Regions from separate parts of the Mus musculus genome. Here all the other regions are linked to region 1. The links are chromatin contacts, called in public HiChIP or PLAC-seq and promoter capture Hi-C maps. All regions are on one chromosome and are shown on one strand. The core of a region is the stretch at or near the end of the contact, and the rest is flanking DNA. Distances in the headings are between cores, read along the strand shown.

Evidence for each region. Promoter capture Hi-C pulls out the DNA fragments that hold promoters and counts their contacts. HiChIP or PLAC-seq counts read pairs in DNA pulled down with a chosen protein or histone mark.
Region 2: a contact with region 1 is called in a promoter capture Hi-C map of the HPC-7 cell line. The contact joins the enhancer-like site here to the promoter of Klhl28 in region 1. A contact is called at or near these places in 5 of 39 promoter capture datasets (the C10 cell line, the HPC-7 cell line, cranial neural crest and 2 more), 8 of 115 datasets of contacts at active chromatin or transcription factors (the 230-238 cell line, the SCID.adh cell line, bone marrow-derived macrophages and 1 more) and 3 of 9 other capture datasets (adipose tissue, liver and pancreatic islet).
Region 3: a contact with region 1 is called in an H3K27ac HiChIP or PLAC-seq map of embryonic stem cells, with 12 read pairs. The contact joins the enhancer-like site here to the promoter of Klhl28 in region 1. A contact is called at or near these places in 6 of 39 promoter capture datasets (the C10 cell line, the HPC-7 cell line, cranial neural crest and 3 more), 2 of 484 Hi-C or Micro-C datasets (both in embryonic stem cells), 9 of 115 datasets of contacts at active chromatin or transcription factors (the 230-238 cell line, the SCID.adh cell line, bone marrow-derived macrophages and 3 more) and 3 of 9 other capture datasets (adipose tissue, liver and pancreatic islet).

The regions. Positions count from the first base shown.
Region 1 is chr12:64,963,408-64,968,547 of GRCm38.p6, forward strand. Klhl28 (kelch-like 28) reads right to left here and starts at 2,129. Exons shown (of 5, transcript NM_025707.3): 1 at 2,002-2,129. Togaram1 (TOG array regulator of axonemal microtubules 1) reads left to right here and starts at 2,335. Exons shown (of 20, transcript NM_177805.3): 1 at 2,335-4,621. The coding sequence starts at 2,570.
Region 2 is chr12:65,133,909-65,139,048 of GRCm38.p6, forward strand. It overlaps Mis18bp1 (MIS18 binding protein 1), which reads right to left. Exons shown (of 14, transcript NM_172578.2): 11 at 4,737-4,888; 12 at 2,842-2,941. Among named protein-coding and RNA genes, the nearest start is that of Mis18bp1, 36 kb to the right of the region's middle. Within about 2 kb of position 3,148, at least 2 of the 459 cell types and tissues checked have an H3K27ac peak or open chromatin away from gene starts, as enhancers often do. A contact at or near this core is called in the HPC-7 cell line, where this site is marked.
Region 3 is chr12:65,110,189-65,115,328 of GRCm38.p6, forward strand. It overlaps Fancm (Fanconi anemia, complementation group M), which reads left to right. Exons shown (of 23, transcript NM_178912.4): 15 at 3,586-3,671; 16 at 3,768-3,830. Among named protein-coding and RNA genes, the nearest start is that of Fancm, 37 kb to the left of the region's middle. Within about 2 kb of position 2,818, at least 13 of the 459 cell types and tissues checked have an H3K27ac peak or open chromatin away from gene starts, as enhancers often do. A contact at or near this core is called in embryonic stem cells, where this site is marked.

The DNA of each region.
Region 1 (5,140 bases), core at 879-3,378:
CAACATAAACTGACATTCTAATGTGGACATTCTACTGTATACATCAGTCTCCTGTTCCCTTTCATGTGGACTGGGTTCCTGAAGTCTCAGCATACATGAAAAGAAGTATGCATGTAAGCTTTTGAGGTTGGATATGAGAATCTGTCTTTCTGTCCCTCCAAGCTCCCATAATAGTGTAGGTGTAATTCAGAACCTTGCACATGTTAGGCAAGTGCTCTCTAAGACCTACACCCAGCCATCCGGTACTCATTCTTTTTCACTGACCAGCATTATAATCATCTCTTGGTTTTCATTTCCATCCTTACTCTCTCTAAAAATAGAAAATGGGTGGGGACAGCAGCACGTCTGTTATTGTTTTTCTACTAAAATACATGTGTTAAACCAAACTCAGGCAGATCTACTTATACATCCAAATGATGAATGAAGGCTGTGGACGACACTCAGTGGCAGAACACTTCCCAGCATGAACAAAGCCCCTCGGTTCAGTGTTCAGGACAGTGAAATAACACAGAACAGCAGCAGCAAACCACAAAACAGAAGATAAAAGAAAGTGAAGAAACCCACCAAAGCTTTAAACCAAAGCACAGGATACATGGTTATACAGCCTCATTTATATTAATACTTTTTCCAAAATAAAAAATTAAGAACATTTTAATTATGTTATAATAAAAACTAATAAATACAATTTCAACTTGCATCACCAGGAGTATTAATTATTGTTATAAAGCACTTTGATACATGTGACTCAATTATTTCAAGATTTCAAAAAATAATATAGCTGGGTATGGTGGCACAGGGCTTTAATCCCAACACTTGGGAGGCAGAGGCAGGCAGATCTCTAAGTTGGAGGCCAGCCTGGTCTACACAGGGAGTTCAGAACAACTAGGACTAGACAGGAAAACCCAGTCTCAAAATAATAAAATAAAATAAAATAAAAATTGAGAGATATCCATTTAATACAAAGAGGGACAGAAATACTTTTGCATTTGAAGAATATAAGCTTGGAACTTCAAATTATAACTCAGTCTTTTCTCACTGAAAAGTAATTGTATTATTTCTTTTAAAAGTCTGCCGAACAACAACAAATCTGTTTTCAAGCTTGGTTTGACAGTGCACACTGGTAATCTCAACAATCAGAAGACTGATAGGAGGGTCAAGACTTCAAGACCAGCTTGGGCTATACAGTAATTCAGCATTAATGTTTCAAATACAGACACACAAAAAAGTTGCTCTTTCATGCCCCAAAGGGGTGTGGCCGTATAGGAGATACTCTTAGTTGAACTGAGTCTATTTATAGTTTCTTTTACAAAAAAAAAAAAAACACTCATCAGCTATCAAATTCTCATTTTGCTTAAAATAATGTCTATCAACCTAAATCCTCTGTGCAGAATTCTCTTAGGACTGTAATGCTAAGAACTTGCACCACAACTGAAATTGTCTAGCGATCTCCGTCTCCAGGAGACTGAAAGACTGCAGAGACTCTGGAGTATCCTAGGGGAGATGGGAAAGGTGGAGGTGGGGCGAAAGGAAAAGTCCCACAGAGGAGTTAAAAGATAAAGGCTTTAAGCACTCCGTTTAATGCAAAGGGGAAAACACTGATTCTACCTATCTATAAGAAAACTTGGTGATGCGGACAATGAAAAGGGACAGAAGCCTTTAACACTCCATAGCCAGCGGGTGAAGAGAGGAAAAGGAGGCAAGGGAGAAGAGGGCGGGGCGAGGAAGGTCCCCAACGACAAGAAAGTCTTTTTTAAAAAAGTACTCTGTGTGCTTGGCCTCGGTTAGGTTCTCCTGTACTACTAAGCAGGCTGCAGGTAGAAAGAATCTTATTTTGGACAGCAGTGAGTAGAACGTTTACAATGGTAACCAGCACTGTGCAGAACATGTCGTCTCTCTCTGCCTGCTCTGGTCCAGTTCTTTGCCTCGCATTCTGGCTCCTGGGGCACTCGGGGAACACACCACCAAAGCCTGCACCACTGTATAATAGCAAAAGGAAAATACCTGAGTCCCAGGAATAACACCTGCAGCAACAGGAGGAGGAGCCACGGAAAACTGGAACCCGGGATGGGATCCTCTCTTGCTCCCGTCAAACCTCAACTCTTATGGGTGGGGTGGAAAACTTCCGCCCCGGACAAGGGAGCGTCATTTCCGTCTAAGGCCTTGACCCCGCCTCTTCATTCTGGCTACGTTCAGACTTCCTCTTCCAGGAATCTTCGGCCTATGCTTTAAGTCCTTACATGGACTACATAACCCAGCATCCACCGCGGCAGATTGGTTTCCGGGTCAAGAGGTCCGCTCTGGGTGCATCACCATGGAAGCGCTCGGTTTGGTCACGTGGTGGCCCTGGTTACGCCGGGTGGCGCCTGTGGGGTCCCAGGCTCAGCGGGGGCCATTTTGCCGGAGGCTGGCTCCGGGAGTGGAAGGCCCGAGCGGCCTGGCAGCTGACCGGAGCCGTTCCTTCTCTTCCTCTGCAGCTCGGGGCTTGGAGAGGAACTGGAAGGCTGGGCTTCATCCAGCCCTCCCAAGACGGCAATGGTTCCCTCCAGCTCTCGCTACCTGACGACCCTCCATGGCGGCCGCGCCTTCCGAGCTGCTCCCGCTGCCGCCTCCTGCGACCCCTGGTTCCTATCGCCTCCTGAGCCGCTGTCGTCCTTACGCCCCAGGGACTGATGGTCGTCGATCCGGGGGCACCATGAGAGGCGAGAAAAACTATTACTGCCGTGGGGCTGCCGGGGATCATGGCTCCTGCCCCGCGACGCCGTCGCCTCTGGCCTCGACCCTCCTGTTACCGGCGGAGGCTGTTTCAACTAGCTGGTCCGGGCCTGGAAGTGGGCTCTCGGGCGGAGATGAGGAGGAGACTCGGCTTCTTCAACTCCTGCGCACCGCACCGGATCCTTCCGAGGCGTTCCAGGCTTTGCAGGCTGCCTTGCCGCGGCGAGGCGGCCGGCTTGGCTTTCCCCGCCGCAAGGAAGCCTTATATCGGGCGCTGGGCCGAGTGCTTGTGGAAGGCGGCAGTGAGGAGAAGAGGCTCTGCTTGCAGCTTCTCTCGGACGTTCTTCGGGGTCAGGGCGAGGCGGGTCAGCTGGAAGAGGCCTTCAGTTTAGCGCTTTTGCCTCAGCTCGTTGTCTCGTTACGAGAAGATAACCCTGCCCTACGGAAAGATGCGCTGCAGATCCTGCATATTTGTCTTAGGCGTAGTTCTGGGCAGGTCCTGCGAACTCTCATCCAAGGCCTGGAAAGTCCAGATGCCCGGCTTAGAGCTTCCACTGCGCTGTTGCTCCCTATCTTGTTCACTCCTGAGGATTTGTTGCAGGGTTTGGATCTCACTGAAGTAATAATATCTCTGGCCCGAAAGCTTGGCGATCAGGAGATGGAAGAAGAATCCGAGACAGCCTTCTCTTCACTTCAACAAATTGGAGAACGACTTGGTCAAGAGAGGTTTCACTCCTACATCTCGCGTTTGCCTTCTGCACTGAGGAGGCACTACAATCGCCGCCTGGAGTCCCAGTATGGAAGTCAGGTTCCTTATTATTTGGAGCTAGAAGCCTCCGGGTTTTCTGAAGATGCTGCCCCGTGTGTAGTGAATCTTTCCAGTAGCAATCTTAAATTTGAGATTATTCCCCAGGAACTCCATGCAAGACTGTTGGATCAGGAAGATTATAAAAACAGGACTCAGGCTGTTGAAGAACTAAAGCAGTTGCTGGGAAAATTTAACCCAAGTTCGACCCCTCATGCTAGTCTCGTTGGTTTCATTAGCTTATTGTATAACTTGCTAGACGATTCCAATTTCAAAGTGGTCCATGGCACACTTCAAGTTCTCCATTTGCTGGTCATTCGCCTGGGAGAGCAGGTGCAACAGTTCTTGGGACCAGTTATAGCGGCTTCTGTGAAAGTGCTGGCAGACAACAAGTTGGTGATCAAGCAGGAGTACATGAAAATCTTCCTAAAGCTAATGAAAGAAGTGGGTCCTCAGCGGGTGCTTTCTTTGCTCCTGGAAAACCTTAAACATAAGCATTCCAGAGTACGGGAGGAAGTAGTGAACATTTGCATCTGTTCCCTCCTGACCTACCCCAGTGAGGATTTTGACTTACCCAAACTGTCCTTTGATCTTGCTCCAGCTCTTGTGGATAGCAAACGCAGGGTACGCCAGGCAGCTTTAGAGGCCTTTGCTGTTTTGGCATCATCAATGGGCTCAGGTAAAACCAATGTTCTTTTTAAAGCTGTAGATACTGTTGAATTGCAGGATAATGGCGATGGGGTGATGAATGCCGTGCAGGCCCGATTGGCCAGAAAAACTCTTCCACGGCTAACAGAACAGGGATTTGTGGAGTATGCAATACTCATGCCGTCTTCGGCCCAGGGCAGGTCAAGCCATTTGGCACATGGAGCAGATACAGACTGGCTTATGTCCGGTAACAGGACTCAGAGTGCACACTGCTACTGTGGTGACCACACCAGGGACAGCATGCAACTTTATGGATCCTACAGTCCAACTATCTGTACCCGAAGGGTTTTAAGTGCTGGAAAGGGGAAAAATAAACTGCCATGGGAAAATGAGCAGCCTGGAGTCATGGGAGAAAACCAGACCTCCAATTCCAAGGACATTAAAGATACCGAGCAGGTATGCTTAATATTCTTAACTTAAAAGTAAAAGAATTCACAGTTAAGTTTTTGAATTAAGTGCTGATGTGAACATCCATTATAATAGTATGGGGTAGGTCAGTGCTTTTAATGGTTTCCTTGATTAAACTTGAGGTACAATGAGCTATGGCCAATAAGTGGGTGTCAATTATGGGTTGTAATCATGCCACCTCAGTCATACAGCAAACACTGAATACCCAGAAGGTACCAGATAAAGAACTAAACTGTACTTCCAAGTGGTTTCTGGAGAGGATTATAACCCGGCAATGAATGTGTTAAGTGCTAGGCTAGAAGTACAGAGTGCTGGGGAATACCTGATTCCAGTAGAAAAACAAAAAGCAGAAAAGCCTTCAGGGTTCTGATCCTTGAACTCAGATTCCTGTCCCTGCGAAGCTTTTGTTTTAAAATTTACTAATCTACATGTAAATTCAGAGTACCATTAGTACTGTATACTTCATCTGTATTTCCCAGTTAACATCTTGCCTTATTTTTACTCTGT
Region 2 (5,140 bases), core at 1,898-4,397, 170 kb after region 1:
ACAGATGAGAAATCAAGTATGCTTTTTCCTATAACCTTAAACATGGGCCTGTTACATCACTTTTAGTCACTAAAGAAAACAAATTCTTGAGTTTATCCAGAACGGAATCTACAATTTAATGTTGTTTCCCACTGTTGGCAGACATTTATATATAAGAAAATATTATAAACTAATGTTCCATAAGGCCAGGATTATCTCCAGCCTATGAAAGTTGCCGAAATGTGCTCAGTACTTAGCATCTTAGTTTAGAATGCTTTATTAGTACCTCTGTGTGATGAGGAAATCACAGTAGCTTTACTTCTCGTAACTGCTCAGTCACAAGCCGTTGCCATTATCCAAACTGGCATAGATTAGAAAAGTCTAGTCACTTGCTTAGTGTAATAAGGCTGGTACTGCTTATTAGACAGTGAAATGGTACACAAAATTCTTTACTCTTCCCATGCTAACACACTGGTAATACACCAGACTGTGAAAAGAATCCAATAAATCACAATTTTATACATTGCTCAATTTCAACATAATAAGAAAAATAACCAAGTAAGTCTAGTGGCTCATGCCTTTAATGCCAGTCCTTGGGAGACAGAGCCGGGCAGATCTTAAGTTCAAGTTCAATGTGGCTGACAATGGGAGTTCCTGGACAACCATGACTACACAAAGACACCCTATCTCAAAAACAAACAGGAAGGAAGGGAGGAAAGAGAGATGGGGGTTTCTAACAGAAAAGACCCTAAGCTTTATAAGAATTTACCTCTTCTCATTTAGTAGAGAGAACTATCAAGTTTATTAATTTCTGTGCTGATCCATGGTCCGTGCACAGATCAACAGTGTGGACATCATCTAGTGATTATTAGAAGTACAAATTTCTCAAGTCTATTGCATCATAAAATCAGAACTTTAAATAACTTCTATGAACATTTAAATTCAGGAAACATTGACTTAGAGTATTTCTGAATGCAAGCAACCAAAATTAAATAACAAAGCCAAACAAAACAAACCAAAAAATGGACTAGACATCTAATCTTGGATTTGTGTTCCAAGGCTTTCCTACCAATGTTAATTTTAGGTCTTTTGCAAGAAGTTTGATTCTCATTTAAGGCATATGAAACTGAAAAAGAACACCAAAACTCTGAAGATCACTGAGAAGCAATCTGCTATTTCACTTCTGAAACAGGTTTCTTCTTAAGAAATGAGCTGGGGCTGGAGAGATGGCTCAGCAGTTAAGAACTCTGGCTGCTTGCTCTTTCTGAGCAAGGTCCTGAGGTCTTGCGTTCAAATCCCAGCAACGACGACATGTTGGCTTACAACCATCTGTAATGAGATCTGATGCCCTCTTAAGAGCCACTAGATTCGTTTCACACCAAGGTCTGCAATGAAGTATTCACTATTTCTTGTGGCTAAGCTCATGAGAACGAATGATTATATACTTCCAATCTAAGAAGAATTTGACTTAAGTGAATTTGTAGTATAAAGATTTCAAAGAAAGGAGGAGATGGCCATATCTGGTCTGAAGAATTACTTCCATAAGTCATCTCACAATTCATCTACATAAATTATTCTTTAAGAGTACCTAAAGTTGAAAGTAGAAAACTAAAAATTTAAAAGATAATTCAAAGGACTAAGAGCTAAGAAAATAAATAAACCATGAATTTGAAAAGGGGCAAGTGGGTAGAGAAGGTTTGGAGGGAAGAACGAGAAGGGGGAATAATGTAATTATAATCTCAGAAAATAAAAGAATTTTCATAAAAACTTGTCTTTTGACACTGCAGACTCCTGTAGCTCTAATTGGACTTCATCTCCTGACCCTCTAAGTGTTGGAATTACTAGTCTGTTCCAGTGGAGTCCCAGCTCTAAAGTATTTGTTTTTGAGATAGTACTGGGGATTAGACTCAGAGTCTATGTGCATACCAGAGAAATGCTCTACTACTAAGTCATGTTCTCACCAATCCAAACAGATGTGTCTTTTGTCCAGGCTCTATTCATTATTAAAACAACCTTCAATTAAAGTTTTCCTATGTTTGGATTTTTTTTTGGTTTTTCGAGACAGGGTTTCTCTGTGTAACCCTGGTTGTCCTGGAACTCACTTTGTAGACCAGGCTGGCCTAGAACTCAGAAATCCGCCTGCCATGCCTCCTGAGTGCTGGGATTAAAGGCGTGTGCCACCACCGCCCGGCCCCTATGTTTGGATTTTAAATACTCACTAAATCTAAGAGAATCTGAAGGGCTGGAGAGATGGCTCAGTGATTAAGAGCACTGACTGCTCTTTCGAAGGTCCTGAGTTCAAATCCCAGCAATCACATGGTGGCTCACAACCATCCGTGATGAGATCTGACTCCCTCTTCTGGTGCATCTGAAGTCAGCTACAGTGCAAATCTGTAGACTGGAGTGAGCAGGGCTGACCAGAGCGAGCAACCTTCATTCCCAGCAACCACATGATGGCGCACAACCATGAGTACAGCTACAGTGTTCTCATATACATAGATAAATAAAGAGTCTGAAACTGATTCAAAGCTATAAAAGCCATAAATCAGTCTGGAATCAGTTGTTGAGTAGGTACAGTGTTTTCATATATTGCTTAAAATGTCCCTTCTGGACTGGTATTTTCCAGTCAGATTTCAAAGGAGAATTTTCACCCATGTATATCTTGGTTCAGTTCCTCCAGTCTAGGAGCTGTCGTCTATAATCCTACAGTGCTATATACACTTTCTTCACTACTAGCTTCATATTAGGATTAGATTAGTTTGTAAGTTCCTGGAGGGCAGAGACAGTTATACAACTTATAATTACCACAGTTTATCAAGCATTATAACATATAGTGTAGGATAAATAATAAAACACACTTACTGTTTTTTTCCTAATGTTGCCCCAGACAAGGCCACCATTACTCTTGCCATATTTTTTAGCATTTTTTTGCATTTGGTAAACATATCTATCACAATTATTCCTGTATAAATATAAAATAATACCAAGATGTCAAATCAACATCATGTTAAACAGCAATCAATAAAAGTCTAAAATTTTCTTAACTATATTCAAAAGACTATAGTAGAAAACTTTGTTTTGCTAATTGGTCACTATCCTACTGTGGCTATTTGAAGAAGAATGGCCCCCATATTCTTAAAGGTTTGAAAGCTTAGTCATCAGTGGTAGCATTACATGAGAAGGGTTGGAGGAAGTATGTGACTGGGGTGGGCTTTGAGGTTTTAAAAGCCCAAACCAAGCCCTGGGTCTTTGCCATTTCCTGCTGATCTGGATGTAGAACTCTAGCTACTTCTCCAGCACCATGTCTGCTAGCAAGCCACCATGCTCCTGCCATAATAATTAACTAATAAACATCTGAGTCGGTAAGCAAGCCCCAATTAACTGCTTTCTTTTCTAAGAGTTGTAGTCAGAGTGTCTCTTCACAGCAAAAGACCAAGAGCTAGGGTACCATCTAGGTTTATCCCTAAGACTGTTCACTTCCTGTTTTTACTACTTTTGTTGTTCACTTCCATTAATCAAAACCAAATGTCACAGTTGACCTTTTAGACATGCCTGGTATAAAAACTATCCATTTACATCTTCCAATTATATCAAGTCTCAATCTAACTTAGCAAGTCTTTTCTTTCTATATAATTGTGTTTCTTGTTTGATTAACATACATAACTTAATCACAAACATTGTTGTACAAATGAATAAACCCACAGCTGCTAATATTTGCTTAGTGAATGATAGGTCTACCCAGATTAACACCCTATGGGTCTACTTTCCCAGCGATTGTTTGGTATAACAGAAGTTAAAGTTTTTCACTTTACAATTGTTCTCAAATTGTCATAAAAAGTAACCCTGTACACACGCACATCCCTTTTCACTTTTAGAGACAGTGTAGTCTCTTACTGTGTAGTCCTGCCTGTCCCCAAACTCAATGCTCCCTCTGTCTTGATTCCAAAGTGTTGGAATTAAAGGCATGCTTAGCAAATTAACTTCTAGTTGTTTTGAACACTGCACTACAAAAGTAGGATTCCTGCGTCAATGTACATGGTTATAGTAATATATGCCAACAAATTGCAGCTGCACAGATAATACTGATTAATAGTTTTTCACTATCATGTTGTAAAAAAGGGTTACTGTTTCACTGTTAATTTGCAGTAATGCTAAATATATTCCAGGGAACGTTTTTTGTATTATGTTATATTCCTTTTACAAAGGTTTTAATTGATAGTATTAGTTTTAATTATGTGTGCATGTGGGAGTTGGGGTGGAGATTATACACATGAGTGCACTGCCCATGGAGGCCAGAAGAGGAAGTCAGATCTCCTAACTCAAGTTCCCTGTAAGAGCACTAAGTACTCTTTTTCCCATTGAGCCATTTCCCCAGACCCAGCAGAACAGTTTTTTCTCTGATCATCTTAATATTATAGACAGCGATTGGTGGCAGATAAAACATAATATTAAATCTTTTCATTAGTGATTTATGGGTTTTGCATTTGAGTTAGAAAGATTGTTAATTCATAGTATAATATCACAAAGGATCACTATATATTTCAATTAAAATTATTCTACTTCCAATATTATACATTGAGATAACCCATAACTTGCTGAAACTAAACATGCTTAATTTTTAGGAACTATTTATGCTTCAGTTTTTTAAATGATAACTTCCCCTTGATGTTTTTAAGTTTATCAATTTACAAAATGTTTCAATGTTCTTGAATATTAAATTAACTTGAATATAAAATGAACCTCACATTCACACTTACCTTTCTATAGCGGCTAGCATGCTGGGGCTGAAATGCTGACATTGTGGAGTAGTGCTTCTCAATGGTGAAGTAATAATTGATGATGGAGATGCTGGATCCCTGTCCATATCTAGCAGAAAATCATCATCTTGACTGTATTGAAAACTTGGCAACTAGAAAACAAATATTTTCACTAAGTTCTCAAATTTATCTCATCACAAAATAATTTTGTGGACTAAGTTGTTTTCTCTATAATTTTTTCAAGTTTTATAATTAAAACTAATAGAACACAGAACAGACACTACAAAAACCATTTTCTCTTGTACAAAATAAACACAATTATACCTATTTCTAAAGGCTGTGGAGAACAGAGGTAGTCAAGTGTTTTCTAAGCATGTTAAAAGCTTTTAGTCTTTATGATCCAT
Region 3 (5,140 bases), core at 1,568-4,067, 150 kb after region 1:
CTCAAAGCCTGCCCCCCAGTGACACCTCCTTCAACGAGGCCACAGCTCCTAACCCCTCCCACGCAGTCCACCAACTGAGGAGCAAGTATTTAAACATACAAGCCTGTGGTGTTCATGTTCATCCAAGCCACCACATTTTACTCCCTGGACCCAATAGGTTTGAAGCCATATCACAGTGCAAAATGCATTTAGTCCAACTTCAAAAGTTGTCACAGTCTTTTACAGTACCAACACAGTTTCAAAGTCCAAAGACTCTTTTGAGACCCACAGCAATCTCTTAACTGTACCTCCCTGTTGAATCAAAGAGTATATTGCGTATGTTCAACATATAATGGCACAGAATATATATTACCATTCCAAAAGGGAGGGAATTGGGGAATAATGAAGACCAAAACAAGCCCCAGACCGAGCAATGCAAATTCCAAATGCTGTATACCTCTATGTCCAATGCCAAAAGACTTAGATGGCTCCACACTTCCAATTATGCTAACTACAAAACTCTCTCTCTCTCTCTCTTGGGCTGGTTCTACTACCCATCTGTAGATCTTCTTGGCAAGCTCTGGCATCTCTAACATCTTGGGTTCTCCAAACCAACCGGGTTTCACTTTCACAGCCTCATACAATGGCTTCTCCGGGCCTACATGCAGGGACTCCGCTGCCAGCCTCCTGGCTTCAGCAAGTTACCTAAGCTGTGGAAGATTCCACAACCCCTTTACTGCTGCATCTTTTTCCACTCTATAAAGGCAAAACCATGTGGTGGACGTGGATGCTGCCAAGTTCTGTTGCCTGTTTGGGCTGAAACCTGGCCCCCTCCTCGAATTACATTTGCCAGTTTTGCTTTGTTGTTGCTCCCTAGGAACAGAACTTTTTTTAGGCCTTTTCTTTTTACAAATTGCAGGATTATTTCAGCAGGGTCACTCCCTGAGGACACCACTCCCTCTATTCTCTTTTTTCCTTATCTCTTTCAACTCAAACCCTGGCTACCACATTAAATACCCTGATGCTCTTTTTCACTTGCATAAGAGTGACTGCTAATCGGGCAGTGGTGGCACAGGCCTTTGCCTTTAATCCCAGGACCTGGGAGGCAGAGGCAGGTAGATTTCTGAGGCCAGCCTGGTCTATAGAGTGAGTTCCAGGGCTACACAGAGAAACCCTGTCTCGAAACACCAAAAAAAAAAAAAAAAAAAAAAAAAGAGCGACCACTAATGACTATGTGACAGAGTCAGATTAGGCTGTCTTGAATTGAAGTCTGTTGCAAAGGTAGTCAAAAGCGCTTCAGGCACAGTCTTGGGCCAGCTATGCCCATTGCTAAAACATCCCAAGAATGGTCTCTAGAGAGGATCCCTGCAGGTGTCAGACAGGAAGCAACTGTGCAAAGAGATTTGGGGAGTCTAATCCTAAGCAGTGCATGGTCGGCATATTTAAAACCCAGTACAACTTGGGGAAAGGGTTGCAGGCAGCTCAGTCCAGTCAGTCCAATTCCAGTTGCACAATAAAGTGTAAGGGCTGACTGCATAGAAACTGTTTTACAAAGTTCACGTGACCGTGAGGGTGGGTTCTATAGCTTAACAGCCTAGAGTCTAGCAAAGCCACTTCCACTTTTCTGGGCAGGAAAACAGGCATTTTATCTCCTCCAATAAGAAGTCCCAGTGTGTTTAATCCTAGTTTTCCTGATGCTCTGGTTGCACAGACTTTTGTGCCCCTAGCTGTCTCTATTCTATTTGCTGATATTGTTACCCTCTCTGTATCCTTGCACTGTGCTTCCACAGCCCACATTGCTCTCAACACTACTGTCTTCCAATCCCCTACCAGTCCTCCACAGCTCTCCAAAAACATCATGGTCAAACCTGTCACATCTGTAGTACTCCAGGTACCAGCCTGTTTTAGTACCTACCCACCCTCCCTCCCTCCCTTCCTTCCTTTTTAATGTACATTGATATTTTGCCTGCATATACGTCTGAGTGAGGATGTTACACAGGAAAAGGTTACGGGCAGCTCTGTATTCTGCCATGTGGGTGCTGGGAATTGAACCTGGGTCCTTTGGAAGAACAGCTGGTGCTCTTAACTGCTGAGCCATCTCTCCAGCCCTGTCTTAGTTACCTTTTGATTGCTTTAAAGAGATGCTATGACCAAGGCAACTTATAGAAGAGTTTATTGACATTCCAACATCGTGGTGTTGGAAGCATAGCAGCAAGCACACCTGGTGCTAGAAAAGAGCTGAGAGCTCACATCTGATCCACAAGCACAAGGCAGAGAGCTAACTGTGAATGGCATGGACTTAAAAACCTTAACATCTGTCCCCAGTGGCACACCTCTTCTAATACCCACACCTGCTAACCCTTTCCAAGTGTTCTCAACAACTGGGGCCCAAGTATTCAAACATAGGAAAGTACAGAGCCATTCTCATTCAAACCACAACAGTGTGTATGGTATATACTATGTGTAGAATGGGGGTGCACACATGCCAGTTTGAGTGTGTGAAAGTCAATGGATAATTTTTAGGGGTTTTGTCCTAGCATAGGTTCTAGAGACCATACCTGGGTCTTCGGGTTCAAATGCTTAATTTCACACACACACACACACACACACACACACACATTATATTTAACTAAAAGTATTTTAGATTTTTAGTGAACCCAGGCTACCCTTGAATTCCCTGTGTAGCAGAGGATGACCTTGAAGTTTCACTCCTACCCAGCTCTCTGATCCTGGGATTGCTGGCTTGGGCAGCCATAGCAGATTTATTTAGCACCACTCCCAGTTTGTTAGTGCTGGGGATGGAAATCAAGAAAGCTTTGTGCATGCTGAGCCAACTGAGCTACACCCACCACATCCCACACCCCAGCTCCACTGAAGGCTTTTGTTAGGAACTAAGTCTATCCTACACTGAAGGGGAAAGAGAAATTGTGATCAGCTAGGAAGAGTAGGGAAGAGACTCCACAGGCTGTTCTCTGATCTCCCTATGTGTGCTGTGCCTTACGAATGTCCCACACATGGTAAATGTTTCATTTAAAAAAAAAAAAAAGGCATGATGGACTGATAAGAGCACATTTGCTTTTTCTCTTTACATTTTGTAAGTTGGGGCTTCATTTTAAATACATATTTTTATAAGTTTATTTTTATTTCCTGTATATGAGTAGTATTTTGCCTGCACAAGTGAAAGTATACCACATGCATGGTAATACCCTTGGATATTAGAATAGGGTGTTGTATTCCCTAGAAATAGAGTTACAGAAAGTTGTAAATGCCATGTGGGTGCTGGGAACTGAACCCTGGTCCTCTGTAAGAGCAGCTAATGCTCTAACTACTAAGCTATCTCTCCAGGCTCTTAAATATGTATTTATCAGCAAACTAATGTCTTTTATTCTTCTCTGTTCTTTTTTTTAAAATACTGTAAAGTTTATGTATATGTGTATGTGTGTGTGTATGTATGTGTATACACACACACATCTTTGTGAACATATGTCACATGTCTGTTTGTCTTTGGAAGATTAAGAAATTTAGGACATTTTTATTATGGTAATCAGTAATATGATTGTGATAGAGTAACTTTAACTATTGACCAGATTCATTTTTCAATTATAGTTGAACACTTAACTAGTGAAAGCGAAGATGATGTTTTCCTGAGAAAAACTAAAAAACCAAAAAGAAATGTCCTAAAGTCCCCGGAGGTAAGTCATTCCTTCCCCACAGTGCTGCAGTCAGTGAAGCCATGCTCCCGCTTCCTGACTGTGTTATATCTTAAACTGTTTGTCTGTTTCATCCAGGATCAGAAAAACAACGAAGTTGACTCACCCATTCATGCTGTAAAAAAACCCAGAGTTCTCAGGGTAAGTAAATTACAGGCGTTTTTATTCCTAGGGGTGTGGGGGTGTCTATTTGTGTCTGTGCCTGTCTCTGGGAGGCAAGAAAGGTCATCAGAGGCCCTGGAGCTGAAATTACAATGGTTGGAGCCACCCAGCACGGGTGCTGGGAAGCAGACTCGGGTCCTTGGAAGAGCAGTGTGTACTCTTAACCACTGAGTCATCTTTTCAGCCACAGTAACCTAAATTGTTTTAGGATAAGTAATATAAGAAAAAGCATGCACAGAAGAAAAAATTAGTATATTTGATCTTACAGGTATATGCTTAGTAGAACAATAGACACTATCTTTTGGTTTTGTTTTTGTTTTTCCAAGATAAGGTTTCTCTGTCCTGGAACTCACCCCATAGACCAAATTGGCCCCAAACTCAGATCCACCTGCCTCTGCCTCCTGAGTGCTGGGATTAAAGGTGTGCGCTACCACCATCACATAGCTAACACCATATCTTATGTGATTAGAATTTCTACTTCTACAAAAGAAATGGATTCATTATAAGCTTTCCTGATGATAACAATATAAATAATAAAGAAACAGAAATACAATGAATAAAAAAGAAAGCAGGTTACGGAGGTGTAATTTTTGAAGTTGAGATAAGAAAAAAAGCAGCCTTTAGCCTAAACATTAGGAGTTGTGTGTAGGAAGCTTCTTGAGAGAGGATCAACACCACAGCTAGCAAGGAAGCTGGGTGAGAAGGGTGCTGTCCATAATAGACAGCTCACACAGAGCCCATGGAGGGCAATTGCACCTCCATTCTATGAGGTCTTGAACCAGACTTTGTCCTGCCTCCTCCAAGCTAGGGACTTCTAACTGCTTCATGCTTAAAATAGTACCTTTGTGTTTTCGGCCCCCCTCAATCCACGGGAAATTAGGGTTCTGGATGGTTGGGCAAGGAGTTGGCCAGGAGAAGGGTGACAAATACAGACACAAGGGAGTGTGGTATCTAAATGTATTTCTGTCAAAGTGAGCATCAGTCTTTTATATTACAGGAAACAAAGAAATTAGTGATACATTAAGGCCATTCAAGGTACTTTGAAGTTATCTGATGCAAAATTACTTTTACAACAAAACAGAGGAATGCGTACTTAAAAGCTAACTGGAACAACTGGGATAAAATCAATGCTAACAATTGGGATCAAAAGCAGCCCCACCTAAGGTCTGTTTAATCTTAAAAGCCAGGGGCAAGGGCTTCATGCCCTTGCCATAGTTCCAATTCTAGTCTATTGTATAGTCCACCTTCCCCGTAGGCCATTGTAAATTCCTGTGTATCGGTGTAATTCA